Regions from separate parts of the Sus scrofa genome. Here region 2 is linked to region 1. A link is a contact called in public Hi-C data. All regions are on one chromosome and are shown on one strand. Each heading gives the region's core, a stretch centred on a gene start, on an enhancer-like site or on the middle of the called end of the contact. The rest is flanking DNA. Distances are from core to core; before and after follow the strand shown.

Region 1 (6,672 bases), core at 2,280-4,779:
ACACATTAGTAAAATGAAAATGAGTGATACTTGTCGGTGTTACCAAGGGCGGGAGCCAGCATGCCACGTATAGGTGATAGAAAATCTATCTTTGACGTTCCTATAATCTTTCCCCAAAGGTTCCTACTGCTTAGCACTTAGCATTACTGAAAAAGGATGCTGATGTGTACATGGACAAGCCGTTCGGTTGTGGCATTATTGTAACAGCAAAATACTGGAAATACGTTAGTATGTGACAGTCTAGGGCTGATTGCACAGTGAGATTTTAGTACAGCAGAATAGTATGCAGCCATGAAAACAGACACGGTAGATTTGTATGTACCAATAGGGAAAGATTATTACTAAGTGGGCAAAATAACGTGGTACATAGGAGTTCCCGTCGTGGCTCAGTGGTTAACGAATCCGACTAGGAACCATGAGGTTGCAGGTTCGATCCCTGCCCTTGCTCAATGGGTTAAGGATCCGGTGTTGCCATGAGCTGTGGTGTAGGTCGCAGACACGGCTCGGATCCCAGAAGTTGCTGAGGCTGTGGCATAGGCTGGCAGCTACAGCTCCGATTGGACCCCTAGCCTGGGAACCTCCATAAGCCGTGAGTGCGGCCCTAGAAAAGACCAAAACCAAAAAACATGGTGCATAGAGTCTGACCTTATTTAATTTTTTCAAATATATGTTAATTTTTGAAATCATAACTTTTTTTTTTCATGGAAGGACGAGGAGAGTTACCAGAATTAAAAGTGGAGGAAGGAGACTTTTCATGTTAGATCTTTCTATACTGTTTCACAATTTTCAAAACACATGCGTACCCTGCTTTAAAAAATTAGAAACAGAAATACAAATCATAACCTTTTTTTTTTTTTTTTTTTTTTGCTTTAGGCAAATCCTTCCTCTTCTTGCCTTTTGCAGTCTTTCTTTTCTTTCTTTTTTTGTTTTTTTTGTTTTTTTTGTTTGTTTGTTTTTTTCAGGGGCACACCCATGGCATATATCCCAGGGTCAAATCAGAGCTGCAGCCGCTGGCCTACACCACAGCCACAGCAACACTGGATCCTTAACCCACTGAGCAAGGCCGGGGATCAAACCTACGTCCTCGTGGATACTGGTCAGATTCGTTTCCACTGAGCCATGACGGGAACTCCTGCAGTGTTTTTTAACCACTTGTTTTTGGATTATTTAATGGCTCCATCATAGCATGCGCTGCCTTTGTCCAGCATCCCAGAGAAAGACGTTGGTTCTACTGGTTCCCACACCCCACAGGCTTTAGCTTCCTTACCTGTCACAGTGAGGAAACGACCACAAATCTGCAGCACAGTGAGGTTATCCCAAGGGTCTGTGAACGTTTTAGGAACCGCGACGGGCTCCTGGAATGTAAAAAGCAGTTTTTTAGGTGGAAGTATCGCTGGTTTACACTGCTGTGTTCGTTTCCGCTGTGTAGCAAAATGATTCCGTCACACACACACACATGTTCCTTCCATTACGCTGTATCACGGGCTGTTGACCGTGGCTCCCAAAGCTCTCCGGTAGGACCTTGTTTATCCATCCTCTGCATAACAGTTCGCATCTGCTAAACCCCAAACTCCCACCCCCTGCCCCTTGGCAAGCACAAGGCTCTTTCTTCTCTAGGCTATGAGTCTGTTTCTGTTGAGTTCTTTGGTGCCATATTTTATAGTCCACATACAAGGGATATAATACAGTATTTGTCTTTCTCTGTCTGACCTAATTCACGTAGTATGATCATCTCTAGGTCCATCCATGTTGCTGCAAATGGCATTACTTTGTTCTTTTTAGGGCTGAATAGTATTCCATTGTATGTATGTACATCTTCTTTATCCATTCAGTGAGGTGCAGTTTTATTCCTAAGGTTATCATTCAAATTCAGTTCGCTGTCTACTTGATTATAATGAAATGATATCCTTTGACTTAATTGAGTTGAATTAGAAAATTACAACTGGCTCTGGAGCTTTCATTTATTTTTATTATTTTTTTTTAATTTTTAGGGCTGTACCTGCAGCATATGGAGGTTCCCAGGCTGGAGGTTGAATCAGAGCTGCAGCTGCCGGCCTACGCCACAGCCACAGCAACGTGGGATCCAAGCTGTGTCTTCAACCTACTCCACAGCTCACGGCAACGCCAGATCCTTAACTGCCTGAGCGAGGTCAGGGATCGAACCTGCATCCTCATGGATACTAGTTGGATGTGTTTCTGCTGCGCCACAACGGGGACTCCTGGTACTTTTATTTTTAAATACGAGTGGTCCTCAACATTTTTCGTATCGGCTTTTGGACTGCTGGCACTTTTACACATTGTCACGTATCCTCAAACTGCGTTTGTTGTAAATTCGGACCCGTCCGTGGGCTGATGAGCCCACCATTCGGAGCAGCGGCCGGAGTGGCGATGCTGCAGTTGTGCAGTGGGGCCAGGTGGTCATGTGGTATCAGGTCACATTCTGTCTCTGTTTTACATGCACGAAACCCAGGGAATGAGGGCGCTGGGACTAGTCACAAAGGCGGTTTTTAAATCTCAGTACCGCTGAGACAAAGAGGGAGGTGATACCGTGTGTTAGAAACAGCGCCCCCACTGGGCGCTCCCTGGACTCACGGCCTTTCTCTATAGACTCAGCTATAAAGAAAAAAATAAAACTAAAGAAAATAAGGAAAATGCTAGCAGCATGGCCTTGATTTCCTGTAAAGAAAAGAGGTCATTATACATTATACGTAGACTCTTAGAGGACGGAATTCTTTCTGTGGCCTTCGAGTCTTAGTTCTTGATCTTTCGGCTTTGGGACACATTTTTCTGTAATGCATGGTGTGGTGCAATCTGTTTTCTTTCCAGTGTATTCACTTGGGAAGGGATCTCGTCACGCAGTTGCCATACAGAGGAATAAGTCAGTGGTTCTAAACGCCCCATAGTTAAACCTGCGATCGGCCTGTAGGGCACTTTTCCGGGGCATCCATCTGTCCTCACGGAGGAGCCCTCAAACCTGGTAACAGGGCGATGCTCCCCTCTAGGTAAGACCCATTGCGTGGCTGCTGACGCTCGCGTGTGGTGCTACCCGCCGTCTGATACGGGTGGGGAGAAGCGCCTGAAGGGGGCTGGCCCATTCCAGGTCAGGTGTCCTGGCCGAGCACCCCCGGGGACCCTGCCACCGTCTGCAGTAACGGGAGCGCAGGGGCAGCAGGGTCTGGACCGGGGCACGTGGTCAGCCCTACCGCGTGTCCCGCTCTCCCTTTGGTGCTGGCCTCACACCCTCAGCCCAGCCTCCGGGAGGTCGCGGTGTCTCATCCACATCAGGACGTGCCAGAGAGGGCTGACCACGTGCCCCGGTCCAGCCATGCCCGCCGCCCTTGCACACGGAGCATCGCTCCTCTTAACGGGTTTTTCAGGCAGTATGAGAGCATCTGAGCGCAGCCCAGGCACCTTCTTCCTTGGCTCGCCGTGGTGCCGGGGGGTGGTACCTCGTCTTGGCCCAAGGGCCTGGCCCTCGTGCTAGGCAGCTGTCCTCTCGGCCCCCAAAGCTGCAGAGGGGTCCCGCCGCTAGATGGCAGCCTCGGCCGGAGCGCTGCGCCGGGAGCCCGGCCCCGACCCGCGACCCTCCCCGCGTGCGGTCCCGGCGCGCGCACGGTTTTGCGTCCTGCTGTGTGCCCAGTACTGTCCCAGGCAACAGGGGGACGGAGCGAGCAGGACGAAGATCCCCGCGTCGGCGCAGACGTGGAAGAAGCTGCGGCTGCGGGAGGAGGGGGAGCAGCCGTGGGGGAGGGGCATGGGCGGGGGCGGGGGGCGACTGAGCCGCGGAGTGAGTCGGCCTCAGCTCGCTTTGGAAGGATGGGGGGGCAGACCGCCTCGGAGGCCGGGAAAGGTGCTGAGAAAGGGGCTCTTTTAGGCAGGGTGATGTTCCACCCCACGTAAGCACATTCTCTTTCTCCCGCCGTCATCCACAGACCGGGAACGGGCTTTAACTTCAGGCGGTGTCGGGGGAGACCCCGGGGTGAGGGGGTCTTGAACTTGGCACGTGGACTACAAGGTCCTGGACGGTGAGAGGTACCTGGTGTTTCCTGGCCCTGCGGGACCCAGCGGCGCGAGGTCGTCGGGGCCTGGCGCTTCCCTGGGGCGTCCCCCCCAGGAATAGGGACGATTTTCCAGAGTCTTCCCAACCAGAAGAGTGGCTGCCTCGCCAGTTCTGGGCCTTTCCCTGAAGTCCGCTTATTTTCCCTCCCTCCTCCGTCCTCTCCTCCCCCCAGTCCGCCTCCTTCCATTCGCTGAGTTTATGCCCAGGCTTATATCTTTATTGCTTTGCGGATGGGATGCCTTAGTCATTGTATTCTCTTTCTTTCCCCTTTTGTAAATTTGGAATTCTTCCGAACTTGCATGTCACCCTCCCTTAATCTCTCTGTCCTTCCAATTTTAGAACATGTGCGGCTGAAGCCAGCACTCACTGTATTTTTTTAATGAGGTGTTTAAGAATACTGGGTTTGTAACCGACTCCTTCCCTCACTGGTACTAGCGGTTTGCAGTTGGTTCTCACGTGTCTCCCCGAGGGAAGGATTATATCAGCCGCTGCTAACAATGCCTTTTGTCCCCTCCGTCCCCACAGCTGCCTTTTCTTTCCGATTCCTGCCGGAGTGTGTGAGTTGCGGTGTCCTCATTCTCATTTCACTGTGATTGCTTTCGGTGCTTCCCCATTAAATCAGATGCAGAAATTTGGCTTGAGATGCAGTTGTGTGTGTTCAGTTCTTCTCATCCTTTTTTGCCCAGAGTTATTAGCATTGGGTGGTGGCGTTATTACAGGGCCTCAAGGCGTTCCCTTATTACTTTAATTATTGCTTTTCTTTTCACCCTGGAGTCGCCTTCGGGAAATTCACGTATGTGTATATTTGGTCTCCTGAGTATGTCTTCCACAACACGTATTTTTTTTTCATTCTTTTGATTACTTTCATAGCTCCTCTGATTTTTGAAAGTTTATCATCTAATATGCTTTCTGTACTTCAATGATGTGTCTTTAATCTTTAGTCTAACTCCTCTCATCTCAAATTGCTGCTTCTTTACGACTTCTGGCTCTAGCCTCATAGCTGCAAAAGCTCCTTGAATTTTTTTTAAGTTTTTTTTTTTTTTTTTTTTTTTTTTTTGTCTTTTTAGGGCTGCACCCACGGTATATGGAGGTTCCCAGGCTAGGGGTTGAATCAGAGCTACAGCTGCCGGCCTACACCACAGCTACAGCAACGTTGGATCCGAGCCGCGTCTGTGACCTACACCACAGTTCATGGCCGCGCCGGATCCTTAAGCCACTGAGTGAGGCCGGGGATGGAACCTGCATCCTCGTGGATACCATTCCGGTTCGTTAACCACTGAGCCACGATGGGAACTCCAGGTCCTTGAATTTCTTTTTTTTTTTTTTTTTGTCTTTTTTTGTCTTTTGTCTTTGTTGTTGTTGTTGTTGTTCTTGAATTTCAATGAGGATGCAAATTAGAGATTTTCTAAAATTTCCTCTTTCTTCCAGTAACAGTTTCATAGGTGCATATTTATCTGGATTCCTCAGATGGCTCCCCCCCCCCCTTTTTTTTGTCTTTTTGCCATTTCTTGGGCCGCTCCCGCGGCACATGGAGGTTCCCAGGCTAGGGGTCCAATCGGAGCTGTAGCCACCAGTCTACACCGGAGCCACAGCAACGCGGGATCTGAGCCGCGTCTGCAACCCACACCACAGCTCACGGCAACGCCGGATCGTTAACCCACTGAGCAAGGACAGGGACCGAACCCGCAACCTCATGGTTCCCAGTCGGATTCGTTAACGACTGCACCACGACGGGAACTCCCAGATGGCTCCCCTTTGATGAAGTGCCACAACTTTCCATACAGATGTGGTGATTTTCTAGACTCTTCCACCTTCACAAAGGGAAGTCTGTCCTATTACATCCTGGGGCAGTGTCCCAGCTGGTGACCTTCTGTCCTGCTGGGACTCGGTGAGCTTCTCAACAATGCAAAGTGCTGTCGCCCCTTGATTCACCTGTTACCTGCATCTCTGGGAAATTCAGCGTGTAACCGTGCAGAAACTCTCCTTGTGTTCCTGTGTAAGAGAGAGTTAGATTCTGGACGCATCACAATCGTTCTTTTGCTTTCGGAATATGCTGGGTGTCCTGGTAAAGGCACGTGAGCTGCAGAAAACAGGCGTGCCCCTGGCCTTTGCACGGCCTGGGCCAAGGAGGCGAAATCAGGGCCCACTGTTTATGGGGGATGTTCTGAGCAGTAATTAACTATTCTAGGAAAGAATATGAAGCACCAGGGATTTCAGATGGTCCATTAGGGTGTGGATTTGCTAAAAATAATTTTCTGGCTCATTTGCATTGTTTTTATCAGTAAGGAGTGGATTTTTCCTGGCAGATTTTATTCTTTTTCTTTTTTCTGCTCAGCTTACCGCCACCCCGAGTTCATGTTAGTATTTTGTAATTTCTACCATTTCATAATTCTTAAGGATTCCTTAAAAGATTTTTAAAAATGTAATGGTATTCAGAGTGTATACTTTTATATCAGTTTTCATCAGAATACAAGGTCAAGTCGATATGAAAGTGGAACATGTATTTCACATGTTTTTTAATTGCCTTTAGTTTTGCACTAACTATGGATTCACATGCAGCAGTAAGAAGTAACAGAGAAAGCCCCCTCGCCTGGGAGCCTCCATATGCCACA
Region 2 (7,505 bases), core at 255-2,754, 89 kb before region 1:
TGCCTCCATGGGAGCACGGACCCCCCTGGGCACCCCTGAGGCCACCTGGGTCGGCTCTTCGCTAAGGGGCCAGCCCACGCCTGCCCTGCGCTTGTATCTGCGCTTCCCCGGTCTCTCTCTGCTCTCTCACTCACTGGTCACGTTCACTCAGAGCGGCTAAGGGCCCGGCTGTGTGTGTAGCGGGTTTCCACGTCCAGGGGCATGGCCTTGGTGTCTCATTCTCTCCACTCCTCCCCCACCGTCTGCACAATGGATATAAAGGCACTCAGTGACCCTGCCTCTGCTCCCCCCACGTCCATCCCACATCCTCACCTGACCATCCTCTTCTCTAACCGCAAGCTCCTCTCCAGCTTGGCTTTTCAATTATTCCAATAAGATAAGTGAATCTCTGACTCCATCAAAACCTCCAGTCTGCGGGATGCTTCTTTGTTGGGGGCCCCGGCCCGTGATTGCACCTCTGGCCTCCACCCACTAGATGGCGGTGGCACCCCAAGTGTGACGACCGCATTGTGTCCAGACACGGCCAAGTCCTCCTGGGTGGGGGTGGGGCAAGTGGCCCCCAGGAACCTCTAGTTCCGCCTCATCCCTCCACGTGTGCCTGGGGTTTCCCCTGCCCCCTCCCACATATACAGCTTTTCAGGAGTCACCGGGTGTGAGATGCCTTTTTCTCTCCTGTGTAGTCTGCCCCGCCTTCTCAACTGGGTTCTTTTCATAAGTACTTAAGCGTCTTTAAACAACCCTCCCTCAGCAGCTGCCAGGGAGCCCGGTAACCAGCACCTGTCCTTCCCCTCCCCTCACGTCCTGAGGGGTTGGTACCTCCCTGTGCCCTTCCTCCCTCCGTCCCATCCTCCTTCCCTCGGCCAAGGATGAGTCTGTCCTGCCGACCCTGCAAGCTCCCACCAAGGTCTTAAGTGACTTCCCGGGTGATACATGCAGTGGACACCGGGCGCACTGGAGCAGAACCAGAGGAGGGCAGAGAGGATCCCGAGTTTGGTGTTGATCCTGTTGAGGCTGAGTGTCTCAGAGGCATCCTAGAGGAGATGCTGGGTGGACACTGAGCCATGAGGGCTGGAGCGAGGGAGGAGGTGTGGGCCGGCAGCGCACCCGGGAGAAGACAGGTGTGTGACCATGTGCGTGTAACCGATGCCACAGCTGAGATGGGGGGAGGTGTACAGCGGTTCTCAAACTTGAGGGAACCTCAGACGCACGGGAAGGGCGTGCAAAATGCAGTTCTCAATACAGCAAACCCTGCGTAGCTTCGGTGGGAGGGAGCGTTTGCGTTCCCACCAGGTCCCCAGGCGGCGCTGAAGCTGCTGGTCGGGTACCATGCTGGGCCGCCCGGGTACCGAGCTCTGCGGTCCGGGTATCACGCGGAGCTGCGCAGGTACCCGTGGGCGGCTGGCGACGCAGAACCGCGGGACCACATCTCCCAGGCTGCCCCGCGCGGCGCGCGCGCGCGCCCCCTGCAGGCGCCTCGGGGCGGCGCTCGGCGTCCGGAGCCCCTCGGGGAGTCCGCGAGGGAGCGCGGGAGCCGCGGCGGCTGCGGGCTGCGGGCTGCGGAGCCGAGCGGGCCGGTGAGTAGGGGCCGCGCCAGCTGCGGGGTTCTCGCGCCTCGGCCGTGTCGTCTTTGCAGGGTGCGGGTCCAGGTCCGGGGTGCGGATCCAGGTTCCGGACGCGGGGTCCGGGTGCGGGGCGCCGGGCTGCCCCTCACAGGGGCGGCGTCCTGCCCGCCCAGTCCGGGCGGCGGGACCCGTGTCGCAGGTGGCGCGGCAGGTGGCCGGCCTCCCTCCCGGGCCGAGGTTGTCCGTCGCGCAAGACGGCGGCCGGTGCTGCGGCCCCGGGCCCGGACCTGCGGACCCCTGGCCAGGTCCCGGCGGCCCCGCTGGAGCTGTCCGGGGTGCTGCGTGGCGGGGCCCGCGTGGCCGGTGGGATCCGGGCTTTGCGGGGCCGTGGGCGCCGTTGCGCTGGGGGAGGGGGCTGCGCGGCGCACCTGGAGCCCTGGCGCCGTTTGGATGCCCGATGGCCCGGGATGCGCCGCCGGTCAGGAACGCCGCGGGGACGCCTCCTCCCTGCGCATCCTGGGAGCACAGTGAGTTTTTTATGCCTTTTTTTTTTTTTTTTAAGCAAGTTGGAGCCTGCATATCTTATTTTTCTTTTGTGCGCTCTGCATTTGCCAGCAGGTAAGTTTATATAATAAGCGGTGTACGGTTAGAAAAACGCGTTCCGGGGAAGCTGCTCTCCCTTGCCCTCTATCGGCAGAATTTTTCGGGCTGCTTGACATGCTTATCCTTGAGCAACTGCGGTCGCTGCAGGCAGCAGATAAAAGTGCCATTGAGTCGTCACAACTCAGTCCTCGGGAGCGAATTTTGGTTTCAGAAGAATTTTGTTATCTAGTTTCAAACAAGCTGTCGTTTTACTTAAGATGGGGAACCGGGGGGTGGGGTAGGGGGGAGCAAAGCCTGTCAATCCTGATGCCTTCCTTTACAGAAAATAGTTTCACAGGATCAACTCTCAAAATAAGCAAGTGCAATTTGGTGCCCAAAACTAGATCTGAAGCCTCCAGATTGAGCTCTATACGTTTTAATAGGGTTCCCGTTGTTTTGTGTGTCTGTTGTCCGTAGACAGTTTTCTCTTCTGTTAAGAAACAGCAGATGCTCTAACCTTTGCACTTTCTCATCTTCGATCGGCAGTGTTTTTTTTTTGTTTGTTTGTTTGTTTTTGTCTTTGCTATTTCTTTGGGCCGCTCCCGCGGCATATGGAGGTTCCCAGGCTAGGGGTCGAATCGGAGCTGTAGCCACCAGCCTACGCCAGAGCCACAGCAACGCGGGGTCCGAGCCGCGTCTGCAACCTACACCACAGCTCACTGCAAGGCCGGATCGTTAACCCACTGAGCAAGGGCAGGGACCGAACCCGCAACCTCATGGTTCCTAGTCCGATTCGTTAACCACTGCGCCAGGACGGGAACTCCGGCAGTGTTGATTATTAAGGTTAAATAGTCTTGGACTTGCTTTTAGGGGGATGCTCCCGTGTATCCTCACTAAGTATCTTCTTTATCAGATTACGTTTCCATTTTGTTGAGCCCCTCTCCCCCAAGTGCGTTTTTAAAGGACCGTGTTGACGGGACCGTGTAGTTTTTTTCCTTAATCTTGTTAACGGAGGTGATTATACTGCTAGCTTCTCTGACTCTAAAATCCTAGGATAATTTAAAGTGCACATTTGGGTTGTTTGATAGATTCAATTAGCGAACGTTTTTTATGTAGGATTTGGGCGTCTGTGTTTATAAGTGAGCTTGGCCTCTATTTGTTCCACCCTCCTCGCATTTTGCCTGAGCTCATATTCAAGGCTATGCTGCCCTCCCTGATGAAGTGGGGAGACCTGCCATCATTTTCTATGCTCTGGAACAGAAGAATGATCTGTTCCTTGAAGTGTGGCAGAACCTGACTACAGACTGGGCTGCTGGTGGTTTTGTTTTGGTTTGGGGTGCTTTTGGAGGTATCAGTAATTAACTGTCTGTTTTTTTCCCACAATTGTTGACTTTTCTCAGGTTTTCTATCTCTTTAAAGTCAATCTCACACTTTATATATTCCTAGAAAATCATTAACATTACTGAAATTTAATATATGTTAGTGTAATGTTGTAACTAGTATTCTGTTGCAGGAAAAATCGACCTCCACATCTTTGGTGTTCTCTCTTCCTTGTTTGTACTTGTGTGTGCATGTGTGTGTGTGTGTGTGTGTGTGCCTTTTCTTTTTTGACTGGTTAGGCTTGATTAATGCTTGCTTGCTGATTTTATTTGTCTTTTCAAAGAACCATTGGATTTATTGCTTAATTCTATTGATTTTAGTTTTTCTATGGCACTTATTTCTGTTCCTTTTCTTTCTACTCAATATGAGTTTCTTTTAGTCAAGTGCCAGCCTTCTGAATGGAAAGATTCGATCATTTATGGGCTCACTCAGTCTTTCTCCTCATCAAGGCAAGGACTGCCAATTCCTGTCACCTCTCCTTTGCCCTTAGCTCTGTTTTATACTCTAACCCTTCAAATTCGATCTTATTGCTGTGGCTGTTATTATTATCATTTTCTAGGTCAATATTTATTAGATTTTTTCTACCCACTTACATTGTCTCTTTAAACATTTGTTATTTTTTAACTCAATTAATTTTACTGCATTTATAGTTGTACAATGACCATCACAACCCAATTTTACAGCATGTCCATCCCACGCCCCCAGCCCATCCTCCAACCCCAACCCGTCTCCTTTGGAAACCACAGGTTTTGCAAAGTCTGTGACTCAGGATCTGTTCTGCAAAGAAGTTCATTGTGTCCTTTTTTCAGATTCCACATGGAAGTGAGAGCACATGATGTTGGTGTCTCCCTGTCTGACCGACTTCACTTCGCATGATCATTTCTAGGTCCATCCATGTGGCTGCAAATGCCAGTATTTCGTTCCTTTTAATGGCTGAGTAATATTCCATTGTGTCTGTGTATCACATCTTCTTGATCCACCCCTCTGTCGGTGGGTATTCAGGTAGTTTCCATGTCTTGGCTGTTGTATATAGTGTTGCAGTGAACATTGGAGTGCATGGATCTTTTCGAGTCATGGTTTTCTCTGGATAGATGCCCAGGCGTGGGACTGCTGGATCAAATGCTAATTTTATTTTTTTTTTTCTGAGGAGTCTCCCTACTGTTTTCCACAGGGGCTGCACCAATTTACATTCCCACCAACAGCATAGTCGGGCCCCCCATTGGCATCGTCTTAATTCTTCTTTCCTGGTTCCAGATGCTCCTTACTTTCCTCCTCCCTGAAGTCCATTCTTTAGAAGTTCTGTTACTGTTCGTACGTTTTCTGTTCCTGTAATATCTGGACATGCCTTTATTTTGCCCACATTCTTGAATTTAGGTCCACCAGGTTTCTCTAATCCATTGATTCCAAAGTTATTTATCTATTTTTTCCCAACATTTTAAAAAGATGTTTTGTAGCTGGAAGGTTTTGGACTTCAATTCTGTCCTCTTGCTTGGAGATGAAGGTGAAAAACAGAAATTAATTTGTAGTCTAATGAAATGTCAAGTTGAATGATTTTTTTCCTTGTGCAAAGTTAAATATTTGTCTCAAATTTATTAGTCATAGTTTATATTTTCTGTACCCTTAACGTATTTTTTCTGTTTGACCTATTGATTCTGAGAGTTAAAGCCTTCCACTGTGATTCCTTGAGGGTTTTTTTTTTATTAGTTTTTGCAATATTGTATATATTTATAGGGCACCCATAGGCAACGTGTGTGCATATATATATGTTTGCATTGCACTTTTTTTTTTTTGTCTTTTTGCCATTTCTTGGGCCGCTCCCGCGGCAAGTGGAGGTTCCCAGGCTAGGGGTCGAATCAGAGCTGTAGCCACCAGCCTACGCCAGAGCCACAGCAACGCAGGATCCGAGCCGCGTCTGCAACCTACACCACAGCTCATGGCAACGCCGGATCGTTAACCCACTGAGCAAGGGCAGGGACCGAACCCACAACCTCATGGTCCCTAGTCGGATTTGTTAACCACTGTGCCACGACGGGAACTCCTGCATTGTACTTTTGAAGCTTTGTTTTTAGATGCTTAAGGTTCGTAATTCTTCTATCTTTGGTGAATTGTACCTTCTGGAAATAAAGTAGTCATCTTATTTTTTGTTCGTTTTTAATTCTGTTTTATCTGACATTAATATTGCCACAGCTGCTTTATTTCTGGTAGCTTTTATCGGGCATATCTTTTCCTTTATTTTCAATTTTCTGTGCTTTGTTTTAGGTGGTACTGCTTGTGATGCGCTCATGTCGAGATTTTGTGTTATTACTGTTTGTCTTTTTTGAAAAGTGGTGGTGGAATGCATATATCATAAAACGTACGATCTTAATCATTCTTAAGTGTACAGTTCACGAGTATTAAGTATGTTCACGTTGTTGTGTAACCAGTCTCTGGAACTTCTGCATCTGCAAACCAGAAACTCTGTCCCCATTAAGCAGCGAATACACCCCCCCCCCCACCAGCTCCCGGATCAGCAGTGGTGCTTCCTGTCTCCATGAAACTGCCTGTTCTCGGGACCCCATAGAAGTGCCTCATGCAGTGTTTGTGCTTCTGTGACTGGCTTATTTCGCTCAGCAAACCGTCCTCTGGGTCAGTCCACGTTGTGAGGAGCCTCAGAAGGCTCTTCCTTTTTAAGGCTGGTTACTATGCCATTTTGTGGGTCGACCACATGGCATCATTTTTATCTTTTTTTTTTTTGGCTGTGCCCCAGCATGTGAAAGTTCCCAGGCCAGGGACTGAACCTGCTCCTCAGCAGGGACAACACTGGATCCTTAACCCACTGAGCCACAAGGGAACTCCACTTTGTATCATTTTATCTCTCAGTTGCTTCCACATTGAAGCTGTTCTTCTTCTTCTTTTTTTTTGTTTTGTTTTGTTTGTTTGTTTGGTTTTTGCTTTTTAGGGCCACACCCGTGGCATATGGAGGTTCCCAGGCTAGGGGTCTAAACGGAGCTACAGCTGCCAGCCTACATCACAGCCACAGCAACTCAGCAACTCCAGATCCAAACGGCATCTGTGACCTACACAGCAGCTCATAGCCACGCCGGATCCTTAACCCCCTGAGCGCGGCCAGGGAACAAACCCGCAACCTCATGGGTCCTTGTCGGGTTTGTTAACCGCTGAGCCACGAAGGGAGCGCCCCACGTTGGAGCTATTCTGAATAATGCTGCTACGAATATGCCTTCCCAGATTCTGCCTTTAAGGCTTTTGGGTAATTACCCAGGAGTGGAATTTCTAGATCGTATGGTTGTTTTGTTTGTGATTTTTTGAGGTACTGCCATAGTGTTCCCCCAGCAGCTGTACCGTTTTCCATTCCCCCGGTAGTCTACAGGGATTCCCGTTCCTCCTTGTCCTTTCCAACACTTGCTGTTTTCTCTTTGTTTGTTTGTTTGTTTTTGTCTTTTGTCTTTTTGTCTTTTGTTGTTGTTGTTGTTGCTATTTCTTGGGCCACTCCCGCGGCATATGGAGGTTCCCAGGCTAGGGGTTGAATCGGAGCCGTAGCCACCGGCCTACGCCAGAGCCACAGCAACGCAGGATCCGAGCCAAGTCTGCAACCTACACCACAGCTCACGGCAACGCCGGATCATTAACCCACTGAGCAAGGGCAGGGACCGAACCCGCAACCTCATGGTTCCTAGTCGGATTCGTTAACCACTGCGCCACGACGGGAACTCCTGCTTGTTTTTTTAATAGTAAGCATCCTAATGGGTATGAAATCCGGATCTTTCAACAGGTGCCTTTAACCCAGGTGTGCTTGACTCACGATGTCTATTGCCGCTGTCTTGTTTTATGTTGTCTATTTCTTGTGCTTACTTCCTGCGAGGCTCCATCCCTTTCCTACTTTTTGTTGGATCAGCTGAGGTTTCCTTGTTCCACTTTCTCGCTCTCAAAACATGGAAGTTATAGATATTATTCCCGCTCTGCTTGGGGTAGCAACCCTTCAAT

What was found. Hi-C and Micro-C count contacts between places; a contact is called where the count stands out from the background.
Region 2: a contact with region 1 is called in a Hi-C map of skeletal muscle, with 2.2 times the contacts expected there. The contact joins the promoter of SPECC1 here to the enhancer-like site in region 1. A contact is called at or near these places in 1 of 5 promoter capture datasets (fetal liver) and 15 of 47 Hi-C or Micro-C datasets (alveolar macrophages, blood, brain and 9 more).

Annotation. Positions count from the first base shown.
Region 1 is chr12:59,613,603-59,620,274 of Sscrofa11.1, reverse strand. The region is part of intron 3 of SPECC1 (cytospin-B); the gene reads left to right. Among named protein-coding and RNA genes, the nearest start is that of SPECC1, 89 kb to the left of the region's middle. Within about 2 kb of position 3,529, at least 29 of the 83 cell types and tissues checked have an H3K27ac peak or open chromatin away from gene starts, as enhancers often do. A contact at or near this core is called in brain, embryonic fibroblasts, omental adipose tissue and 1 more, where this site is marked.
Region 2 is chr12:59,699,601-59,707,105 of Sscrofa11.1, reverse strand. It overlaps SPECC1 (cytospin-B), which reads left to right and starts at 1,504. Exons shown (of 15, transcript XM_021066294.1): 1 at 1,504-1,574.